Linked DNA regions of Mus musculus: region 1 is linked to region 2. Evidence: chromatin contacts called from public Hi-C data. All regions are on one chromosome and are shown on one strand. Each heading gives the region's core, a stretch centred on a gene start, on an enhancer-like site or on the middle of the called end of the contact. The rest is flanking DNA. Distances are from core to core; before and after follow the strand shown. Region 1 overlaps Gm33436 (a long non-coding RNA gene). Region 2 overlaps Pla2r1 (phospholipase A2 receptor 1).

Region 1 (5,441 bases), core at 1,085-3,584, 200 kb before region 2:
GTAGGGCACAGACAGCATCACCACCGACTTTGCAACTGCCTACCCAAGATGACTGGTGAATTCTTAGGACCCACTTTAATCCCTTCGAGACAGTAGTGCCCTGTGACCTGACCACCTCTCTTTAAGGCCCCCACCGCCTCTCTATACCAGTATGCTGACAACAAAACTTTAACCTGAGTTTAGATTGGGACAACCATATCTAAACCACAGTGATATCACGACGCAGGAGAGGACTGGCCGGAGTGACCCCACGAGCATCTGCAGACTCAGGGCTAGAGCCTGGGTGTAGCGACAACATCTCCTCCCCACCCGCAACCTCAGCAGCAGCTGGCTGGTGACTCTCCTCGGCTCAGGCTTACTCATTTGACAGACAACCTGAAGCAGAGCACAGAGCACGGCAGCTTAGCTCTGCCTCTCAGGGCCCTTGTCTGTGTACGCTTCGGCTTGGACCAGGTTTTTATTGAACTCTTAGAAACGTATAGGCATACGCCAGGGCTTGCCTGGCATTCTTCAATAGAAAGGATATAGGAAGGGAATCTATGGGGGCTTGGCATGGAGGTAGCAGGCAATGCTGCCCTTCCTGCATCTCTACCCAAAGCACTCTGCAGGAGCCTGGCCGGGACACTGGTACATGATCCTCCTAAATGCCTTTGAATGCATCTTCTCTCTCTCCCCTACCCCCTCCCCTCCCTCTCCCCCTCTCTCCCCCTCCTCCTCCCCTCCCTCTCTCCCCCTCCCCCTCTCTGTCTCTCTATCCCTCCCCCACTCTTCCTGTCACATCCCTGAGCATCACTCCCTAAAGCCCTTCACTCTGAGGACTGAGGAAGAAGAGTATGCACCCTTAGCGACATTGCTGAGGAACCTTACTCTAGAATAGCCTCATTAGTCTTACCCTTCCTACCAGAAGCCACTGGGAAAGGCAAACCACTCCAAGTACCATTTAATGCAGAGCACATGGTGTGCTTTAATGCATTTGGTAGCCAAAGGAAACAAAAATGCTCCATTCATCGTTTGGGCAGCCTTCACAAGGTGCTTGTGCGTGCACGCGGGGTTAACACGCACAGGCTTCACACAGACCTCAGATACTCTGAAGTGTGCCAGCCAACTCCTCCACTCTGTGAATACTTACTGAACTGGCAATTGTGTCTTAGGTTCTGGGAATACAGCAGCAAACAAAACAGATGTGAATCTTGGCTTGGGAGTTTGCAGTCTAAAGGGAGGAGGCTGAGGCTGAACAATAGACACGATAAATAAGGGGAATACAGGGTGAGCTACAGAACGAGAGAGGAACACACAGCAGGACAGGAATGGGGAGAGGACTCTCCTTTACAGGGCATATGCTCATTAAAGTGACTTCTAAGCAACGGGTAAAAGGTAGAGAATGCCCGTGGCTGGGGAATATTTCACTTAGCCAGTGCAGAGGCCCTGATGCACAGGAAACGCAAAGGGTTAATGGACAAAGACAGAAAAATGAGGGTTTTGAGAGAACAGTGGCCAGACGGGTAGGCCCTCGGAGACTGATGTATAAAGTCTGCATTCTTCTCCAGGGCTCTAGGAACACACAGTGACACAACCCGACCTAGGGTTTAACAGGGCTCCACTTTGGCATTTGTGGTGAATTTCATTGTAGTTCAGATGAGACCACAAGATCACTTGCATTGATAACAGCCACTTCTGCTTCCTTCCTGGAAGTAACTCAGGATTGTTAGTCTTGGTCAGTTCCCGCTTAACTCTGCTGTGTCCCCTTGTCACACATCTCTGTCTCCCAGGAGCAAAGTCCCTTTATCGCATCCCCGTGGATCTCAGCATAGAGATGGCCAGAGAAGATGAGTCCCCTCGTTCCCCTGCAGACTCCCAAGAACTCAGCCTTCACCTAGCAAGATGCATTAGCACTAATTAATGAGCTCCTTTCAGTGTCTCTTCCCTGTGATTAATTCTGGGTCAGAGACAGAAAGCCCGTTCCATTATGGTTCTTTTAAAAAATTATTATTATTCAGGCTTCTAATACTGGCATGAACTGCGGGTGAATTTCTGAAGTCATGTTCCCTGGCTGTCACAACGAGTAATAGGAAAATTCAATTTATAAAAAAAATTAGGCGAGGCAGCAGAGGCATGCTTTTCGGTCTAGAACAAAGAAGATCAATCCTGGCACAATGGCAGCATGACATTTGTGGACTTTGAAGATTCCAGGCTTCCTCTTCATTAATTAGAGAGAATCAAGAGTTCTGCTGGTTAATTATTTGCAGAAAATCGTGCGCTGCAAAAGCAGATGCCAACTCACGGCTGCTCCAGCCAGCTGCAGCTCCCCCATGGTAATTAAGTACTGTGTCAGCCCCTGGCTACATCATCTCGTTGGCAACTGTACACTCAGATGGCCACTACCATCTAACACCCACCCCAGCCCCAATCGGGCAGAAGTGTGGTCATATGCTAGATTTTCTAACACAGAGTTATCAAGAGGTTAATAGTGCTCTGGGGGGGGGGGGGGTGCCCCCCCCCCACAGGTAGATCTTTCAAACACTAGCTACCACAATAGTTGAAAGCTCTGAGTCACCTACTCTCTTAAAGAGTATGTGTAGTGGGTCAAGAGATACTCCCATGTTAGGGCCAGTGAGTTCTCTTGCAGTGTAACACTGATAATAAATACATTGTGTTTCTAGTTTATAACTTAAATTCACAGTGATATATTGATACTAAAAGCTAGGGTCCTTTTCAGTTGCAAGGTAATAAATGCCCACAACATCAACAGGAAGCAATGTGGAAGCAGGTAAGGTACAAATAGTATTTTTTTTTTCTGTGAGCCTTTGGATCCCAGCCTCCTGAAATACAGGGGTGTCTTTCTAGACAGGTTTGAAGCAGTTTTCCCACTACTCAGACACTGACAGACAGGGCAGACACACAGCCACACTGCTTTTCTGTTAGCCCTCCTCAGCTTCTCTGGGTCCCCAAACCCAGCAGCAGATGCAGCATCAGACTCCAGGCCCAGCTTTGGAGTCTTGTTTATGGCTCTGACCATGTGGTGTAGAAATGCAGGGACACTGGCATCTGCCTGTATGATTTGAACTAGAGAACAAGAGGTGTACAAATGCAGTAATACGACTGTTGGGTGAGCACTGTGGCCAGGAGGCCAGTCTTTTATTAGAGCACACATAATGTTGGGAAGAGCACGGAAGGACAGTAACCTCAGAAAAGCCACCAGTGCTGTTCAAGGGAACAGATGCTTTCTGTCCACGTGCACCTGCTGGGGAAACAACCAGGATACAATGTTACCACTCTAGAAATAGACTGCGCCTAACTCAGCCCAAGCCCAGCCGGAGCATATTTATCACCACCAAGGCAGCAGACAACCCAGAGCCAAAACACTTATCTGTCTTCTCCATCAGTTTCTTGGAGGAATTTATCCAAAGGACCTCAAAGCTAGATCTAGACTGACCAGGGTATTTGATTGGCATTTGGAACCCTCTGACAATGAGGCGAGTAGCTGTCTTGCACGGTTTTCCCCAACGACCCAAATTGCCTGGGGTGTTTTGACATATGTAGTCAAAAAGACACTTGGGTCATTTCACAGCCCAGTTATTGAAAGTATTTTAAACTCTTTCTGCAGGCAACTAAGGTTGAAGGTTAACCTGGCCGACCTCAGATGTGTTCTTAAGTTACTCATCTCATCCAAAATAGAAGTTTGTAACATGCTCTGTCTACTGGACTGTTTCTCCGATTAGAGAAGTCTCTGTGTGTGAGGGGTGGGTGTTGAGAGAGGTGGAGGAAGGTGCTGGTGGTGTTCTGATGGCCCGCAGGATGCTGGAAGTGGCATGGTGTGAGCCCTGTTATTCTGTTCCTTAGCACTTTGGTGTGGTATCTGCTCAGGACTGGGCTGTTTGTTGGTAGTGTTTTTTGTGACACAGGGCATGATTCTTAGCTTAATGTGTTCACTCGGCTGGGCCAGAACACCCAGTTATTTCTTTAAACCCTGATCCAGATATTCCTGAGAGGTACTGTGTAGCTGTTACTGACATCTGCTATCAGCTAGTTTTAAAGATTGCTCTTGATAGCCTGGCTGGCTCACATTCCTTCAATCAGCTCAGGCCTTTAAAGCAAAAAAAGAAATCCAGACTCAAATCCATAGCACTAGCCCTGGTATTCCAAGCTTTCTAGGCCCCTAAGGAGTTTGGATTGGCCAGCCTCAAGAATTGGATGAGCCAATACTTTAAAACAAAACAAAACAAACAAACCCAAAACACCGGACAAACAACAACAAAACAACCACCACCACTACCCCACAGGCCTCTGTGTGTCTTGTGTATCTAAATTCACCCATTATCTGTAAGAGAGCCCTGCTATGTGTGGATAAACCCTGCAAGTCACTCATCCCCTGATCTATGTGCAGGGCGGTGTGCTAAGTGCTAGGTGTAATGACTGAACAGGCAGTCCCTGGTCTCAGGCAGTGCCTTAAGGCAGGGCAACAGAAGAGCCAGGTGTCCTGAGTACGAAGGCTCTGTGATGCTGAACGATGAGGAAGCAAGACCAGAGTACCAGGAGAAACACACCCTTGAGAGGAAAAAGCTGTCTTATCCACCTTATCTGCAGGTGACTTTCTTCAGAATTCCCCTTTCTGGTGTGAGAACATCTCTTCAACATGACCTCACTTCCTTTCCTGAAGGCGTGGGGTTTCCCTTCAGCCTGGAAGCTTCAGGAAAGGCCTGGTTTGGGTTCCTTGCTGAACACAAACACTTAGCATAGGCAGGGTGCCTAATAAGGGGACTCTCTTTGCAGAGAGTCTTGCCACCTTTCAAAAATAGGTTTTTAAGCTATGTTATCTTGTTCTTTTAAAAAGAAACACAAAGAAAGCAGCAAAGAAACAAGGCTATTGGAAGGGCTTAAGGGAAGGGAAGGGTTTGTTAGCCTCTCCCGGAAGCGAGTTCGGACAGGCTCCACCGGGCTGAGACCAGCTGTCACCAGGACTCCTTTCTGAGAAAGAACATGACCAGTCCTTTCCTCTTCCTCTGAGATGGGTGGGTAGTGCCACAAAGAGAAGAAAGAGCTCTGCTTAATCACCAAGACCTGTGTGTGCTGCCAGAGTTCAGGCAAAAGGGACTGAATCCATAGAACACACCCTGGGTGAATGGAAAAGAAGAGTCAGTTTCTTCCTGGAGACTCAGTTTTCAGTTGCTCTAAGACAGCCTTAATAAATATGATGCAAACCTATAAGGAGTATGATTTACAGATCACCTCCTAGAGTTTTGTAAGACCATTCTTGATAGTCCTAGAACCATTTCAATTTCCACTCAGAAGCCCCAGCACGGCAACCCTGCAGTTTCCATGATTTCAAAGCAGCTCTTGTCTGAGAACTTCCACAGCCTGCCACCAAATAATGCCCTCCACAGGAGCATCCTTTCTCCAATCTCTCAGGGACTCCCTCCCACCCACTGGCCCACTACAGGACC
Region 2 (4,872 bases), core at 1,509-4,008:
AAAGAAGCAAGTCCTAAGAGCTGTCCGTGCCCCCACACACGCACCACTGCGCACAGGCACCTCCACACACAAATTAATAATTCTTTAATAATAATTAATAATAGAAACATTAAGAACTATCAAATTCAACTGATTTGATTGAGTTTCGGGCACAATTTTTTTTTTCTCAAATTCATCTGTAGTAATTTTAGCCTTTGAAGTTCAGCCATACAAAAAGGAAAGCAAATGGAGAAAAATATCTGCCATAGTTCTACAATTTAGGGCTAGCCATGCTCTGCCAAAGTAAGTAAATATGCGTGCAGACATACTGCAGTGGCTGCTGAGGTAAACCCCGTGACTAAGAGTAAGGAGAGGAGAGGGTTTATGGGTTTATTTCCTTGTACACTTACAGGTAGTCATCACTGAGGGAAGTCAGGGCAGGAACTTAGAGAGGGAACTGAAGCCCAAGTCATGGAGGAGTGCTGCTTCCTGGCTTTGTTTAGCCTGCTTTCATATACCACTGAACACCATCTGCCCAGGGGTGCCACCACTCACATTGGGCTGGACCCTCCCACATCAATGATGAATCCAGAGAATGCCCTACAACAATCTAATGGAGGAATGTTCTCAGTTGAGATCTCCCCCTTTTCAGATGACTCTGGCTTGTGTCAGATTGGTAACTACAACAAATAAGACCTAACCAGTAGTATCTATAGAGATCAGTACAGTATAAAAAAACAAGGAGCCTGTGTAGTCCAAGGTACTTTCCAGTACACGGACAGACAGAAGAGAGAGACTCCTCTCTGTGTCCGAGTCCTGCCACCACCACCACTGCTTGCAGGGTTACTCAAGAAGTGAGTTAGCCTCTTGACAGTTCAACTTCCCCCTTAGGAAGTGGAAATCATGATAGTAACTAGTTGGTGGTATACAATGTATCTTATAATACAGAGGAAGCCTTAGGAAACTGTCTGGTGTGCATAACAAATGGTGTGGGCTGACCACTTAACAGCTGTGTGCATAATTTTATAATCTGCTTATTTAATTTACCTGTATGTATTCCTGTTTGTAAAGATGGATATATAGTTCTGTGTTGTGGGATACGTGTGTGTGTGTGTGTGTGTGTGTGTGTGTGTGTGTGTGTGTGTGTGATGTATATATGTGAGTATGCTGATGCATCCCTGCACACACTGTTGGAGAGCAGACCCAGATGGCAGGTGCCTTTCTGCATTCCTCCCTGCCTTACTCTCCTGAGACAGAGTCTTTCACTGAACCAGCGTTTCACAGGCTCAGCTAGGTTAGCTGGCCAGTGAGATCCTGGAGTCTTCCTATATTTGCCCCAAAATGTTGAGGTCACGAGCTTACTAGACATGTCCAGCTTCTGATGTGGGTTCTGGGAAGGCAACCTCAGGCCCTCATGCTTGCAGAATGAGCACTCTTACTCACCGAGACATCTTCTCCGGCCTGCATCTCATTTTAATTATTACTGAGCAGTGTAACTTGTAGTAACATGTCACTCTCTCAATCTGCCTTTGGAGTAGGCAGATAAAATTACTTTGATATTTGTTTATCGCTGTTGCCAACCATTCCCACACATACATGTGCTGTGTCCCAGTTACTTTGTCTGTATTCTTATAATGAGGTTCACTGGATGGTGAAAGAGGCGGACTTACAGCTTTACAAAGGCAGAGACATCGTCCAGAAGGACTGAGATAAATGGATGCACAGTGCCTGTTCAACCTTCCTCCACAGCTCTGCACAAGTGGGGAATTATCGTCAAAACTAATTTGAATGAATCTTCTTGGAATAAAATGACAATTTCCCAAATCATTACTAATGTGTAATGAGTCTTGTGCAAAAGCTTGCACACCATTTATGAATTACAGTTGTTATCTATCTTAACTGCCATGGTTTCTCATGGGAGAATTTGTACCTATTCATCAAGCTTGAATAGCAATTTAAAAAAAATAAGATATGTCAATGGCTTTTATTTAAACATTTCAATTCTATAATTAGGCTTTCGGGCTTGTTTGGGAAAATAGAAGTCTATTCAGAAAGACAGAAACTGTCCTAACCAAAGTATTTTTAGTGGTGAAAGGAGTCTAATATCTCTAGCTAGTCACCAAATTGTGAGATGAAGAATTATCTAGGCTGTCACAAATGACAAGAAACATCCAAAAGAATTTAGTCCTGAGTTTGTATTCATGTGCTAAGGGTAAACTTAGTTAAAAAGGTAAGTAGACTAGGGGAGAAGGGTTGGGTTTATATTTTGTCTGACTGTTTTGTTGGGTGATATTTTGTTTTTGTTTTTGTTTCTGTGTGTGTACTTTTAAACACTAATTACACATTGTATGATCCTTCTATATGTTTTAGTAAGCACAATTGCATGATTTTGAGTACATAGAGTAATTCTAAGAATAATTAATATGTGAATTATGTTATTTACAATATCACTTCTCCATGTCCTATCAGTGAATCTTCCAATCTACCCTGGCCTCATGGGAAGGTTAACTTAAAAAGAGACTGGATATAATGTCACAAAAACTTGGATATGGAGTTCATATATAATATGTTCTATTTAGTGTTAGAGCACCTTTTACCTTTTTTTTTAAGTGTCCAGCCTCATCAAACTTCCACTGTGTATTGAAATGTCCAATGGTTGAGGACTTAATTGCTGACTTTAACTTAATTGTTGAGCAGCAGACTTAACATGTGAATACACAGAGTCCTTGTCCTGATAACCACACAGCCAAACTGAGGAGCCTGGGAGAGTAAACAGGCTGAAATGATAGGAAGGAAACAAGCCCAGACACGCACTCTCTGGATATAATCTGCCTGCAACTTTAGGCTAGGTCCCTGCATTTAGAAAGAAGACAGACAGAGAGAGAGAGAGAGAGAGAGAGAGAGAGAGAGAGAGAGAGAAACACAATAGAAACAAAGACAAAGAGAACAAGGATAGACACACACAGAGAAACACAAAAAGAGATAGAAACAAAGAGATAGGCAGAGAGATACATGGAGAGACAGTGATAAAAAGAGAGGCAAGGAGAGAGAAAGGGAAGAGAAGGTGAGGAAGGGAGTGGGTGAGATTATCTGAAGCACATGAATCAGAAGAAAGCGGTGCTCTCCTTTACAGAAGATATGTCAAAACAGCAATATCTGAGAGGACCACAGAATTAGCCATTTTCACTGAAAATTTTATTGTACAAGTAGTACACATTCATACTAGAAAAAAACCACTTATTTTCAACTTAGGCACATTAATAGAAAAACCATAATTATACAATTTCGTTGGGCACATTGCTCTGTGTTAGCATGTTAGTCCTGTTTTCTACAGTATCTGTTAAAGGCACAGGATTGGATTAACTGGGGAGATGCTGCCGTGCTGTGCCGTGTTTAGAAGCAGGGACCACAGAACCACAAAAATCCTCTTCTCAAGTGTGTGGGCCCCCAGGCTGGGTCCCCCGTGCTGAGCCTCAGAACACTGGGCTCCTGCTCTCTGATGCTTTCCTTCAGCAGCTCTGCTTCGTCTTCAGTTCACCCCAGTGTGAGCGCTTGCTTCCATTCACTCTGTGGGCGTGGCCATGGTCATCTCTGCCTCCAAAGTCTAAAACTGGAAGTGTGTGAGCTGGAGGAAGTGGGAGAGCCTCACATTCCAAACAGAGCGCCTTCGGATAGACCAGAGCGTGACATTGCTCATTGCTGTCAGTAATTCTTCAGAGCCCTGCTTTGTCTCACCAAAGCCCCAGCAAAGGGGTCATGGCATCTGTTTCTATCATAGTCTGGCATTACCTATGGCTTTATGACACGACGAAATAGTTCAAGAAAGCAGTGAAGCATCGAGTTTGACTTTCTTTTAGTGTTGTCTATTCGCTTTCCTGTTGAAATGCCGTGATTTTCTTTTCAGAGCACTTGAGCAAGGTAGTCAAGGAAGTGTGGATTGGTTTGAACCAGCTGGATGAGAAGGCTGGCTGGCAGTGGTCTGATGGAACACCACTCAGCTACCTGAACTGGAGCCAAGGTACCCGCAGCACCTTATCTACCTTCAACATGCTGGGATATGCTGCAGACTTAGACATTGCAGTCCCACAAAAATATTTTATTCTGAGAGAGGTTAATGTTTACCTCCTTGGGTCAGGTTCTCCTGTGTTACCCAAGCAAGCCTAGACCTCTCAGTTCTTCTGCCTTGACCTCTCAAGTGCTGGGATTGCAGGTGTATGCCACCACACCTAGGGGTTTATAAATACTGTTTTATTCTTCCTGGCTTCCTACAAGGCGAGTTTTGTAGAAGGCAGAAGCCAGAAAGATAATCTATTTAGCTAACATCCTGGGGCTATGGGAGGGGGGGGATGTCAAAGATAGACTGCCATTTTCAAAATAGCAACAAATTGCAAAATATTTCCTCTGCTTTGATACAACCAAAGTAGTTCTCTAGTCAGATCTAGACTTGAACTTCAAAATCACAGACAATTATAGTGAGTGTCCTGTAGGGGGCGCTACAGAGGCAAAGAGAAGGGCTACCTTCTGTGCTGCAAGCATTTCTGTGTGTATTGATTTTCAGAGATAACTCCTGGGCCATTTGTTGAGCATCACTGTGGAACCCTGGAGGTTGTTTCAGCTGCCTGGAGGAGCAGGGACTGCGAGTCCACCTTGCCTTATATATGCAAACGGGATCTAAACCACACTGCGCAGGGAATCCTGGGTAAGTGCTCCTCCAGTCATCCTTTGGTTGTTGACATGTCCCCTCCACGCCTTCAAATTTCTCTGTTTTTGTAAATAATTCATAATTAGGGCTTGGAAAATTCAGGTTGGTGGCTATGTGAATAAAAATGTGTAAGTGACCCCGGCCATCCTGAAGTACCATGCCTACCACAAATGCTCAAAACCAGAGCAAAA

Evidence for each region. A called contact is a pair of places that touch in the nucleus more often than the background predicts.
Region 1: a Hi-C map of the N1E-115 cell line shows a contact between it and region 2, with 1.8 times the contacts expected there. The contact joins two enhancer-like sites. A contact is called at or near these places in 1 of 39 promoter capture datasets (the 3T3-L1 cell line) and 1 of 484 Hi-C or Micro-C datasets (the N1E-115 cell line).

What each region holds. Positions count from the first base shown.
Region 1 is chr2:60,710,849-60,716,289 of GRCm38.p6, reverse strand. All of the region lies in intron 2 of Gm33436 (a long non-coding RNA gene), which reads right to left. It also overlaps a transcript of Itgb6 not described here. Among named protein-coding and RNA genes, the nearest start is that of Gm33436, 21 kb to the right of the region's middle. Within about 2 kb of position 2,334, at least 45 of the 459 cell types and tissues checked have an H3K27ac peak or open chromatin away from gene starts, as enhancers often do. A contact at or near this core is called in the N1E-115 cell line, where this site is marked.
Region 2 is chr2:60,514,712-60,519,583 of GRCm38.p6, reverse strand. It overlaps Pla2r1 (phospholipase A2 receptor 1), which reads left to right. Exons shown (of 30, transcript NM_008867.2): 5 at 3,884-3,997; 6 at 4,538-4,678. Among named protein-coding and RNA genes, the nearest start is that of Gm13583, 34 kb to the left of the region's middle. Within about 2 kb of position 2,758, at least 12 of the 459 cell types and tissues checked have an H3K27ac peak or open chromatin away from gene starts, as enhancers often do. A contact at or near this core is called in the N1E-115 cell line, where this site is marked.